4 separate regions of the Mus musculus genome follow, and regions 1, 2 and 3 are each linked to region 4. The links are chromatin contacts, called in public promoter capture Hi-C maps. All regions are on one chromosome and are shown on one strand. The core of a region is the stretch at or near the end of the contact, and the rest is flanking DNA. Distances in the headings are between cores, read along the strand shown. Region 1 overlaps Ap4e1 (adaptor-related protein complex AP-4, epsilon 1). Region 2 holds the start of Hdc (histidine decarboxylase). Region 3 overlaps Gabpb1 (GA repeat binding protein, beta 1). Region 4 holds the start of Usp50 (ubiquitin specific peptidase 50).

What was found. Promoter capture Hi-C pulls out the DNA fragments that hold promoters and counts their contacts. Capture Hi-C pulls out chosen DNA fragments and counts their contacts.
Region 1: a contact with region 4 is called in a promoter capture Hi-C map of liver. The contact joins the enhancer-like site here to the promoter of Usp50 in region 4. A contact is called at or near these places in 18 of 39 promoter capture datasets (the 3T3-L1 cell line, 3T3-L1-derived adipocytes, the C10 cell line and 13 more), 1 of 15 datasets of contacts at CTCF or cohesin (the NIH/3T3 cell line), 3 of 484 Hi-C or Micro-C datasets (the HPC-7 cell line, bone marrow-derived macrophages and microglia), 2 of 115 datasets of contacts at active chromatin or transcription factors (both in embryonic stem cells) and 3 of 9 other capture datasets (adipose tissue, liver and pancreatic islet).
Region 2: a promoter capture Hi-C map of adipose tissue shows a contact between it and region 4. The contact joins the promoter of Hdc here to the promoter of Usp50 in region 4. A contact is called at or near these places in 12 of 39 promoter capture datasets (the 3T3-L1 cell line, 3T3-L1-derived adipocytes, the C10 cell line and 7 more) and 3 of 9 other capture datasets (adipose tissue, macrophages and pancreatic islet).
Region 3: a promoter capture Hi-C map of hippocampal neurons shows a contact between it and region 4, with 2.3 times the contacts expected there. The contact joins the enhancer-like site here to the promoter of Usp50 in region 4. A contact is called at or near these places in 11 of 39 promoter capture datasets (the 3T3-L1 cell line, 3T3-L1-derived adipocytes, the HPC-7 cell line and 7 more), 2 of 484 Hi-C or Micro-C datasets (the G1E-ER4 cell line and the HPC-7 cell line) and 2 of 9 other capture datasets (liver and pancreatic islet).

What each region holds. Positions count from the first base shown.
Region 1 is chr2:127,030,706-127,033,761 of GRCm38.p6, reverse strand. Ap4e1 (adaptor-related protein complex AP-4, epsilon 1) reads right to left here. Exons shown (of 21, transcript NM_175550.3): 6 at 73-232. Among named protein-coding and RNA genes, the nearest start is that of Ap4e1, 24 kb to the right of the region's middle. Within about 2 kb of position 1,576, at least 1 of the 459 cell types and tissues checked has an H3K27ac peak or open chromatin away from gene starts, as enhancers often do. A contact at or near this core is called in liver, where this site is marked.
Region 2 is chr2:126,617,410-126,620,624 of GRCm38.p6, reverse strand. It overlaps Hdc (histidine decarboxylase), which reads left to right and starts at 1,947. Exons shown (of 12, transcript NM_008230.6): 1 at 1,947-2,107. The coding sequence starts at 2,056.
Region 3 is chr2:126,639,408-126,642,418 of GRCm38.p6, reverse strand. The region is part of intron 7 of Gabpb1 (GA repeat binding protein, beta 1); the gene reads left to right. Among named protein-coding and RNA genes, the nearest start is that of Hdc, 22 kb to the right of the region's middle. Within about 2 kb of position 1,593, at least 3 of the 459 cell types and tissues checked have an H3K27ac peak or open chromatin away from gene starts, as enhancers often do. A contact at or near this core is called in hippocampal neurons, where this site is marked.
Region 4 is chr2:126,781,507-126,784,785 of GRCm38.p6, reverse strand. It overlaps Usp50 (ubiquitin specific peptidase 50), which reads left to right and starts at 1,326. Exons shown (of 7, transcript NM_029163.3): 1 at 1,326-1,566. The coding sequence starts at 1,499.

The DNA of each region.
Region 1 (3,056 bases), core at 327-2,826, 250 kb before region 4:
GTTTTCTTCTAATTCCATAGGGATATTGTTGCAATGGTAACTACTGAGCACATGCTGAAATTGCCAACTTACCTTAATCATCCTAAGGTATATGTGCAAAGAGGCAGCCATGACCCCAACATCTCTGTCACAAAGCGCTTTCCGAAATTTAGTGTGGATGTGCTGTACTTGATTGGGGGCAATGAGGTAAAATTTGTATAATGCCAGAACTGCTTTTCTTCGTATAATCTCCCTAAGGATAAAAAATGAAGTTTAAACAAGGCAACCTGGGCCATCAAGTATCTATTACTAAATATTTTATTCGACTACAACAAAGTACAAAAAAGATAAAAATCCTATTTCTGGCTAAGTATGAATTTAACTGTCTTCTGTAGTGGGGGAGGGTGCTGTGCACAGATCCATATTTGTGTGTGTGGAGGCCATGAACAGGTGCGTGTTTGTGTGTGTGGTGGCTAGGATGATGTCAGTATCTCCCTCTGTCACCCTCTACCTTCTTTTCTGAGACAGGGTCACATACTTAATCTGGAGCTTACTGGTTCAACTTACTAGCCTGGCTGGGCAGAAAGCCCAGGGACCTCCCTCACCATCTCAGCACTGGCTTTACAGGGGCTGACACGTGAAGGTTCTAGGGGTCCTAACTCGCTTCCAAACTTCACAATCACACCCCAAGCACACTGGCAACTGAGCCGTCTCTCAGTCCCTTTTAAGTACTGTTGTTTTATGAGACAGGGTCTCACTATATAGCCCAAGCTGGCCTCCAACTCATGATCTTCCTACCTCAGACTCCAAAATCCTGCAAATACAGGTGTGGAGCACTGTGCCCAAAAAAACCTTAACTGCCTGTCAGTTATAAATTTCTCTAATTATAGAACTTTAAGTAACATGCATAGATTACTTTTGTAATCAATTAAAATAAGATAAATACACTTTTTAATTCCTTGATTCCATTCTTGTCTCTTTATTAGGATGAAAACTGTTCTCTATAAAAGGTAAATGTTTTCCAAGTATTGCTGGGATGGGGAAGCACAAAGATGCTACTTTTCCTACTGGGATTCGTTTTTAAAGCCTTGTGATAAGAAAGAGCTAGAGAAGAAGACGGTCTCACATGTCATCTCTAGCAGATTATGTTTCACCAACATGCAGCAACCATGAAAAGATGATATCATGCATCCTACTTTTTATTTCTTTGGTTGGTTTTGATTTCATGTTTTGTTGTTGTGTTTCAGTGCAGGGGAAATACCTTAGAGAAGCATACATACCAGAGAAGCAAAAGACCCAAGTTCAAATTCCAGCCCCCAAGGTTGGTGGCTCACAACCACCTGTAACTCTAGCACCAGGGGCATCTAATGGACACTGCACTGAGACAGGAGCTTCTGACCAGATTTATGGTCCTAGGCAGGAATTCCCTACTCAAGACTATTCAAGGAAGCCCCTTTTCTAGACTATGGAAACCTACAAGTTTGTAAACTAATTAAAATATATAGTTTAAAAGGAAGGGCTTAAACTGAGTTACCCTGCAGCAGTGGGCAACACTTTTCCCAGAAAACATTGGTTATTAGGTAAATTATTAGTCAGGAAGGTCCGAAAGGCTCCCAGAGCAACCCAGGTCACTGCCATTGCTCCTGTAAGTACATAAAACCCTGCTGATGGAGGCAGCACACGTTTTGGTTATAGAACTCTGTGCTGGCTTTTACCTGAGGGCTGGGGTCTGAGTTCACTTGCCACACATCATAATTACCACAGTAAGGAACTGCATCTGAAGAAGTGTCCTGAGAGCCTTGGGAAGGACCCACCTAACTCTGGGCTACACCTTCTGGGATCCCAATCAAAAGGGTACAGCCAAAGGACAATCAGCCTGCCTTTTGCTGGCTTGGCTTCCCTCTTGCCACAGAGTTGATTTTCCCTGTCACCACTGTTGATTCCTTTGCTGACAGCTGCTGAGGCACTTGGCCTTCTGCCACGAGAGACCCCTGGCTATATATATATATATATATATATATATATATTCACTACTGTGTCCTACCTTTACCCTGCCTATGACAGAGCCCAGAGGGACTACGCTGAGTGATGACGTGCCAGCTGCAAGGACTGAGGGACTATGAGGTTCTCCTCTCGGGTGTGGTTCTTATTGTTACTACTTTAAAGCTGAGTCATTAAATTCTTTTTTTTTTTAAAGATTTATTTATTATATGTAAGTAAGTACACTGTAGCTGTCTTCAGACACACCAGAAGAGGGCGTCAGTTCTTGTTACAGATGGTTGTGAGCCACCATGTGGTTGCTGGGAACTGAACTCAGGACCTTCGGAAGAGCAGACAGTGCTCTTAACCGCTGAGCCATCTCTCCAGCCCCTATTAAATTCTTTAATAAAAATAATTTTCTAATTATGCACGTTGTGTAGATGTGTGTGTGTGTGTGGCTGGAGAGATGCCTCAGTGGTTAAGAGCACATGCTGCTCTTCACCTCTTCCTGAGGACTCGAGTTCGATTCCCAGCACCATGTCAGGCAGTTTCTAACTGCCTATGATTCCAGCTCCAGGACATCTAACCCTTTGACTTCTATAAGCACCTACACTGATGTGCACACACCCACACAGATACACATAATAAAAAGAATAAAAAATATTTAAGACAGGCACACCTCCTTGGAGATAGACCCTTTATGAAACACAACAGACCTGTCAATCAAGATGTGCCAGGGCAATAGTGACATGACTATTATAGGGGTGACCAACCACTCTCTAACTGGATGTGAGGCCTGCTCCACAGGAGGGAATTTATGCCTGGTATTGGGAACCTGGTCCGAAGTTTAGGGCTCATGGGCCCTATGCAAGAACCTACTACTATTATTTTGCTAAATAGACACATTGCCAAGCTGTCTTCTAAATATTTATGTTTTTAACCATAAATTAGTGCTTTCTCGACCAGAGAAATACCTGTCAGAAGCCACCTAGGAAAGGCTATGGCCCAAGATATAAGATACAATTTCCTAAACACATGAAACTCAAGAAGAATGAAGACTGAAGTGTAGACACCATACCCCTCCTTAGAATTGGGAA
Region 2 (3,215 bases), core at 698-3,197, 160 kb after region 4:
CTGTTTCTCCAGCTTAGTTTCTCAACTTCTTATTGGCAAAGCAACTTTTCTTTCCCTTCTGCTCCCCTCCCCTCTCCTCTTCCTTCCCCTCCCTCCCTTTCTCTCCCCTCCCTCCCCTTCCTTTCTCTTCCTTCCCTTCCCCCCCTCCCTCCTTCCCTACCTCCCACCTTTCTGTTTTTTGATTTTGTTTTGAGGCAGGGTTTCTCGGTGTAGCCGGGCTGTCCTGGGATTCACTTACACTGTAGACCAGGTTGGCCCCGAACTCAGAGATCTGCCTGCCTCAGCCTCCCAAGTCCTGGGAATTAAGTCAAGTGCCGCCGCCACCTGGCTCCTCTTCCCTTTCTTACGTGTGAAGTTTCTCCTATATACCATTCAAGCCCTGGCATATACCACCTGACCTCTGATTCAATCAATCCAATTATGACACTGAGTGGAGTTAGAGTCCAGACTGTGAGTTCAGCCTCTTTAGTCGGCTCCAACTTCAGCCACAGGTTCCCAGTAAGGAGTTTGCTACCTGTGCTTGCTACTATGTCTTTGTGGATTCCCACATCTTTCTTGGGTTTGATTAATTTGCTGGCGTGGCTCACAGAATTATAGCAAACATGATTACTTTTGATCGAGACAGATGTGATGACAGTTGGGTGAAGGGTGACACTTGGGGTGTGGAGCTGCCTTCTTTGGGTGCTTATCCTTCAGGTAGCCCTGCAAACATTTCAAATCTGCTCCAGAGGTACTTTTAAAAAAGGGAGATGGGAACTGGGGACCAAAGGCAAGGCCTCGGGCGGGCGTGCTAGGTGAGCGGTTTGCCACTGAGCCCCACCCTTGTTTAACCTTTAGCTCTTTCTCCCATTCTTCCCCCTGACCACCCCCCATGAAGTCTGTTGTGTAAGTACAGGTAATGCTTTAGACACTGTTTTTCTCAGATTGTGTTCAAGCTCTTGGGTGCAGGCATCCGCAGTCCAGAGCCTCTGAGGAACAAAGGGACCTCGATATAAAGAACAAAAAGCTCTTGGTATTCGGGAAAACTCCGAAGGATTTTTGTTGTTTTGTGGCAGTGTTGGGGTTCAGGACAAACACACCACCCCAGAATATGATTTCAGGAGAAACTGCCATCCCCGCCCCCACTAGTACGCTTCCTTTGTGTTATCTCGAGAAGCCCTGGACGTAGGAGGAGTTCTCAAAAGCTGTTCTTTCGTAAGAGATGGTCAGGAAGAAACGTTGATTAGGAAAAGTACTCGACTCAGGAAGAGGAGGGGTACAGATAACTGCTGTCACCAGAAAGATTTCCATCTGACAAAGTGGCAATTCTTCCCCCTTACGAATGTGTGTCCCGCACTCTGCTGCACCCAGGCTCCGCTCTGTTCTCCAGCTCTGCTTGCTGTAGAAGCGTCCATCCACTAAAGGGACTTCCAGATTTATTGGCACTGAACAGGTTTTTCCTCCGTTAGCTTAAACAGTAGTCGAGGCAAAGAACCCAGAACAAGTGCTATGTAGTAATGGATAAAAAGAATCCTTCATATCCTGTTGTTGATCTGTCCTGAGCTCAGCCTGGCTAGCTATGGGCTTCTCTGAGCCGGCTCTGCCCTCACCTCATAGAGAAGCCAGGGCAGGAGCAACTCCACCCTCTGTGCTACTTATTGTGAATGCCCTTGGCCTATTTCTGGCCTCTGAGCTAGGAGCTTTATTCAAGGCTGGGGCTCTATGGTCTGAATGCAGGGGCAGGGATGATAGAGGGCTCTTTTACCTTGTCTATCCAGAGCTGCTTGTAGGCTTGGGAGGCTAGGTGCCCCAACTGGTCTAAAAACACCATGTTCTCTGATTCTGTTGATCAAAGTTCAAATCAGAAAGGACGGGGACAAGAGAGGCTGAAATTAAGCCTGAAGGAAGGGACTTTATGGGGGCGGGGCTAAAGGAGGGGAATAGGGAACTCCTTAAATAAGAGATGCACTGGCTGCCAGGGAGTGCACAGCACAGACAAAGGCGACCAAGAAGCCCTGTTGACAGCTGCCTTCCAGCCTCCTCTGTCTGTCTGCCAGGAGGAGCAATCCAAGGGAGATGATGGAGCCCTGTGAATACCGTGAATACCGTGAATACTACCGAGCTAGAGGTGAGTGACAGGGTGGGTCTTCCCTGCTGTTGGAGGCAGGTGAGTGTTTGAGTTGCCTTGGGAGAGCCGGTTTGGCTTCAGTGGTGTTTCTCCTGAATTCTTGAACAGGATGTAGATCAGAGTTTTAACAGGTCCCTCATTCCCTGCCTCTCATGTGCCTACTTCTGTGATTGCTGCCTGTGTCTTGCATTTTGTTTCCTTCTACCTGCCCACAAAATAAACTATCTGTATTTGTGATCCACTCAATTGCCTTATGAAATAGGAAAAAAAAAAAAAAGACTTAAGCATTTGATAGCCCAAACTCTCTTAATATTCATTTCTCTGTGTAAAGTAGTTTATTCTTTTAGTGTTCATGTTTAAACGTTCGCCAAGTGCCCACTTGTATACCAGCTTGCAGGGAAAGCAAAGCCAGGTACCCTGTTTTCAGGCCTGGCTGTCCACAGGTAGGGAAGTGCTTAAAGGGGATTTGTAGGAAGATGAGGATGCATCCAACAAAGTGACTTGTGACATGATGAGTTTGGTTCTGCTTCTTCTGTTTAGTACGCATTAACTGAAATACACATCAACTTAAAATAAAGGTTCTTTTAGAAGCCTATGTGACAACAGAGAACTTTGAATGTCTTTGTAATTTTGTAATAGTCTCATCTCCACTAGAGGGGCCACAGTGTATGAAACTTCTTGGCTGTAAGTTAATATCTATCCTGCTTTAAATCTCTTTTCTCTCTTCTCCCCTATCAACCTTTGTAGGCAGACGCGTATTAGCGTATCATGTGGCTTTTCAACAGTGCACTTAGCTGAGAGTGTGGGTTCCTATCCTGCAGTGGGACACATTTTCCTATGAGACTGTCTGGGGATGAGTGCCAGCTCTCTCATGTCTACTGGGCACCACTCAGTGCTGGGTGCCCAAGGCTGTGGTGGGCTGAAGGAGTCAAGCTCTCTGGTGCCTCAGTTTGTCTAGGCCCAGTTCTGTGTGTAGGGACTTTGCAGAAGCTGAGGTAGAGGGAATAAATCAGGCTCCTTTTCTTCTCTGCTCCTTTGCTCCTTTGCAGGGAGAAGGGGAATGGGAAGGGTTTCTGGTTGCTCATAGTAGGTGCACATCTAGAGGGTG
Region 3 (3,011 bases), core at 344-2,843, 140 kb after region 4:
GTGTCACACTCTTTGAAATAGAATTAGGTTTCTGAATACATGTTTATGTGTTAGCCAGTGGTAGGTTTGCAGCAGTCGGCTGGCCAGTCTCCTCGCCTCTGACTTCATATCTAGAGGGCTCCATGGAAGCCTCGTACAGACATTGCCTCCTTCCATTGATCAAATTACTAAGATTTTTTTAAAAATCAGATGGATTAAAGTTCTTGTCACTTGTTTATGTGTTTTTCTTGAGACATGATCTCATATTGCTGAGTCTGCCCTCAAAGTTAGTGTGTAGCTGAGGTTTGCCTTGAATTCCTGATTTTCTTGTATCTACATATCTGAGTTCAGTTTTACACTAGTACTACCACACCCAGATGCATGTCCCTTTACCATAGGAACTATGAGCCCTTGTGGCTATTTTAGGTCCCCAAAGAGCATGAAAAAGCAGCTGCCAGATTTTTTGTTTTAACTTTTAAAAATAGTATTCATTTTCTCACTTGAAATCAATTAAATATTCTGGGCAGGGTAGATCTTTCATTCACTTATAGCCTTGTAGAAAAGTTGCTGCTTTGATAAAGTATGCTCAGCCTAACTTTCTAGGGACGATGCTTTAGTGTGTTTGTAAGTTTACAATAAGCTTGATGTCTGAAATTAACCTTTTTGTTCAAAAAACAATAAAACCCCAAAGCTGACCTGGGGCTTATCTAGAACAGGACTAGAAGGGGCTTTGCCAGGGTATACACTTTCCCTACCCACCCACCATGGGAACCACAGAGATTTACAAGGTAGATGAAGTAACAGACAGTTTTAGTGTAACCCGAAGGCTGAAAGTTCCACATTTAAAGTGCTATCAGGCCAGTGTAGTGCTGAGTGCCTTTAGTTCCAGCACTCAGGTAGAAGTAGACAGATCTCTGTAAGCTCAAGGCTAGCTTGCTCTACATAGCAAGTTTGAAGCCAGTACTACACAGTGAGACCCTGTGCCAAAAAGGCTGGTCTGGTCTGGAACTCACAGAGATGCAACCACCTCTCCCTGGCTGCTGGAATTAAAAGCATCCGCCACTACACACAATTTTTTTTTTTTTTAAGATAGAGAATGAACAAAGAAAACATGATGTCAGTCTCTTGTCTCCAAATGTCCAGGCATACTTATGCACACATCCATGTAAACATTTACGTGCACCACACACGCACACATACGAACTGGATTAAACAAAAGGATCTCTCAAACCAGACACTAGACGAATGCACTGATTTTATTTATGAGCAGATGCAAGTCAACTCATGTTTTGTAAATGGGAGACTCTGTGTCCAGGAACATTCAGTTCTTCCTGAGTAAATGTAATATGCCATTAAAGCAATGCTAGTGTGTTAGTAACAGTGTCAGAAACTGTAACTTAAACAATAGACATGAACTTTTCGTGGTCCAACATCAAGTGTCAGCAGGTTTCTTTGGCTTGTCGATAGCTGCATTCCAGCTGTGTCCTATCTTCTCTCAAAAGGACACAGAGATAGAATAGCTCATGATTTTACCTTGATTCCATTGAAGGGCCCTGCTTCCAAATATAATCATTCTAGGTTACTGAAGGTTACAGCTTTTACTGACAGATGGGAGGGTAGGAGGGACATGCTTTAGTTCTGTAACTAGTCAGATGGATTCTAAAGTTAATGTTGCTAGAGCAAAGAATTAGGAAAACTCTGAAAAAGAAAAATAGTAAACTGTTAAAGCCTCTATAATTTAAAATGTCTAACATGCCCTGTATCATGTCCAGTGAAAGAGAATTTCTCCATTCTTGTTATAAATATAATATGATATGAATAAAATGAAGTAACATTTTCTTGGTATAGTTGATATTGTAAGTTTTTATTTTATGTGTATGAGAACCTGCCTGCATATTTTCATGTGTGCTATATGATTGCAGTACCCATGGCGGCCAGAAGAGGGTGTCATATCCCTTAGAACTGGAATTACAGACCGTTGGAAGCTGCCAGGTGGTGCTAGGAATTGAGCCCAGGGCCACTGGAAGAGCAGCTCTTAACTGCTAAGCCACCTCTCCAGGCCCATTTCTAATGTTTTATATTACCATACATTGTGCTACAAGTTTCACTATTTTTAAATTTGTTACCTTTGTTACAGAAATTTTCATGTTTTGACAACATTTTAAAAGTGCTTACCTTTATTTACTTGTTGGGAGGAAACTGTGTGCCACAACACACATGCACGAGAGAGCATCCTTCTACCACATGAATCCCAGCCATTGAATTCAGGTCAGGCTTGGTGGCAAGTGCCCTTACCTGAGGAGCCATCTTGCTGGCCATGTTTTAGTAAGGAATCTGAGGCAGGGTCTCACTGTGTAGACCAAGCTGGCTTTGAACTCACAGAGATCTGCCTGGCTCTGCCTCCTGAGTTCCTCACCATGCTCCATTTGACGAAAAGTTTTGATAGTCTTAGAAAACAGTGGTAATTTCTCTTGTGACTTAAAAACATTAATTAAATTTTTTTCTTCATGGCTGTCAAATATGTTCTACACTGCTCTGCAAAGCAAGGGTATGTGCTTTCTGTATGTTCATGTTTATATGAAAACATCAAAAATGTAAACAGTGCCCACAGATTCACCAGGGACACTGCTACAGTGTTCACAGTTGTGTGTATTCAGGGACAGTATTAGCAGGCCGAAGATAGCTGTGTGCTGAGAAAAGATGGAGTTGGTGCTCGAGTGGGTGTGCTTTCTGTTTGCCTCCCATGGGTATTTGTTGTCTTTACACAAATTATTGTAAGACTAATATGCAAGAAACTAATAAAAGCAATTCTGTCAGCAGGTGCCCAGGATACTCTTAACATATGCATCTTTAATATTACTTTGACCATTCAGCTGTGTGGATGAGTATATTATGTGTAAGAGTGCCATCAGTAGCACTACAGTAAGTGGGCTTCAGTGAGAAAATGAAGGGAACCAGCAGGGACCTCTTCATAGAGGAGCAGTGTTTGGAAATGCCTGATGCTGCGTGCTACAGGAGAGTAGCATCAACTG
Region 4 (3,279 bases), core at 77-2,576:
TATTGGTGTGAATTCTGATTCTCAATACATATATGCACATACACAGAGGGGCATCATTATGGATCTAATGTATATTTCTTAGTCATTGTGTGTGTTGCCGGGTGGTTTGGCATAGTGTGTGAGAGAGATCGATGTCATGTGGTGTGTGTTGCAGTGTGTGGCTTACGACTAAAAGGCCTAGAAAGGACACTGCAATCTGTTGAGTGCCTGCAGGCTGTGTGTGCTCCTGGAGCCCAGCTTTCATGAGCTGTCACTCATACTGGGGTCTTCGGTGACACAGCTGAGTCCTATTTGCTCCTGATCTCTCCACCCATATGCCCTAACTGACCCCACTGAAACTCATTGCTCTATGAAGTTGGACTTTGAGAGTATTTTTCCTTCAGCCTGTCTTCAGTACCCTACCTGGGATAAACTGATCCTAAGGGCTCTCTGCCTGCTCTCTGCTGGTGCTTGGCTGACCCAGTAGATCTGCTCAGAGAGCAGGCCAGCAGCAACTAGGCACTCCAGAGGCAAGGCCCCAGCACGGGTGCTTTCCCAGGTCACAGCCCCATGCTTTTAGTTAGAACTGAGGATGCCATCCTTTTCCTCCAGTGGAAAAGTCTGAGTTCAGAAAACCATGTGTGCCCCAGAGGCCACAGCTTGTAAATCCTATAATAAGCCTGTGTGGTGGTTTAAATATGCTTGGCCTATTAGGAGGTGTGGCCTTGTTGGAGGAAATGTGTCATTGTGGGGGTGGGCAATGATTCTTTTCTCCTAACTACATGGGAGCCAGTCTTCTAGTGTCCTTCAGATGAAGATATAGAACTCTCAGCTCCTCCTGCACCATGTCTGCCAGGACATGCCCTTGTTCTCCACCTTGATGATAATGGACTGAACCTCTAAAACTGTAAGCCAGCCCCATTTAAATGTTGTCCTTAGAAGAGTTGCCTTGGTCATGGTGTCTGTCCACAGCAGTAAAACCCTAACAGCCTGTGTACTATGGGTATGTGCCCATATCCAGCTGTGTCTCCATCCCAAGAATAAACAATTCTGGTGACCTCACTGTGTATGCATCGGGATGAGAAAAATCTCACTACCTCCTCCATAGGGGAAGAGATGTCCCTCTAGGGTTCATGGGAGCAGTGTTGCCACACACTGTCCCCAAATCCAGAGGGTGAACATCTCTGTGTGCTTGTGTGTGAGAAACCCAGAAATAGAGGGAGAGCTGTGATGTGGACAATTCGTTCTCAGAAAGTTGATCTTTCAGAAGCATTTCAAACAAACAAATAATGGTATCCCTTGACAACACGTTAGAACCTTGGTATGAAGGGTGACAATTGTGATGCAGGGGAGGATCCAAGAAGAACTGGGCCTGAGTCAAGTGAAATCAGACAGCAACAACACAAAGGGGGGAGGGGGGCATTCAAACGGTTCAAAACCAAAAACAAGCCAGGGAGCAGTCCTGGAGAAATGAAGTTAAAAGGATCAAAGGTAGCTCGTGAGTAGAAGTGAAAGCCTGATGTGCTTCATTGACATGGCGTCTCATCGGCCGGTCCCTGCAGACGACTTCGGTGCCTACTACAACCTGTGAGCCTCTATGTCCTGTGCCTTTATAGATAACCTCAGGAGTGGGGGGCTGGGGGAGGGCTTACCTAGAGGGGGCATGGCACCTGTTGCATTTGGGAGGGCTCTGCCAGATTTGACCCATGAAGGACCCAGAAGAGATAACATACATGTACTCCCTGATCAGTCAGCTCAGGGCCTCCGTGACATCACTGAGTAAAAGTGAGAATGGCACACTTTTCAGATGGGTGAAACTGAGCAGAGGCACTGAGTGAGGCCGCTGAGCGGTGGGGCCTGGATTTCAGATTCAGTCTGTGGGAAGAAAGGTAATAAAGGACAAAGGTGGTGAGCGGCCCTACTGAATCGGTCAGATAAGAGGGAGCTGTGCAGATCAAGGAGGCCTCCTGGAGCCTGCAGTATTTCCCATCTCTGCATGCTGGGCAGATGCTCCAGTCCCGTCTCTCCACATTAAGTCATTTATTCTTTTAAAGATTTTATTTTATGTATATGAATGCTTTGCTGACAATTTAAGCACACCAAAGCAGTGCTCTTGGAGGCCAGAAGAGGGCATTAGATCCCTTGGAACTGGAGACACAAATGGTTGTGAGCTGCCATGTGGTTGCTGGGAAGTGAGCCAGGATCTTCTGAAAGAACAGCAGAAATGCTCTTAACTGCTGAGCCATCTCTTCAGAACCCAAGCTGTGTGTGTGTGTGTGTGTGTGTGTGTGTGTGTATGCACGTATATCTGTATATGTGTGTATACATATATATGTATATATGTGTGTATACATGTAAATATACGTGTATACATACTATACAGGTACATAGATGTATATATACATATATACATACACACATAGACATATATACACACATGTGTATGTGTATATAAGTATATATACATATGTGTGTGTGTGTATAAATATACACTTGTCTTTTTTTGGACACAGGGTTTCTCTGTGTAGCCTTAGCTATTCGTTCTAGAACCCACTCTGTACACCAGGTTAGCCTCAGACTCAGAGATCCCCCCTGCTGCTGCCTCCTGAACGCTAGGATCAAAGGTTTGCACCACCAATAACTGGCTATGTTGTATTCTTTTAAAAGATATCATTTATTATGTGATCTAAGCTAAGCACCTTGCATGGCACCTGCATGGCCCTCGCAGTAACCCTGCCAGGAAGAGGTAGTGTTCCTTGTTTTGCTGGGGGATCAGGAGCTTGAGGCCAAAGCCAGTGCCTCACACAGGCCAAGGACACTTTCTCATGCTGAATGTTTCTGTGTTATAAATGAGCAAACATAAGAACCCTAATCATAAATATATATAATCAGTTATTAGCGTAGCAATGTGCATGTATGCACACATATGTATGCATATATACATACCTGTGCCCTTAACATATGAATGTATATGTTCCTACTATGTGTATGTATCATGCTCACTATAGCTGTCTCCAGACACCAAAAGAAGCTACAAAGGCTCAAAGTTACAACCCTTTAACGGCCCCATAAAGCACTTGCTGGGATTTGAACTGGGGTCCTTTGAATCCATAGTCAGTGTTCTTACCCACTGAGCCACAGCTCCAACACTGTATTATGTTCTCCATATGTCACCTATAGAGTTATATTCATTCTCAGCATATGCTGTAATTCCATATAATTTAATGGCCAGGTAAGGTAGGTAAATGCCTTCATTTCTCCTGCATCACTATGTGCTTGCCCTTGGTATACTACTGTGGG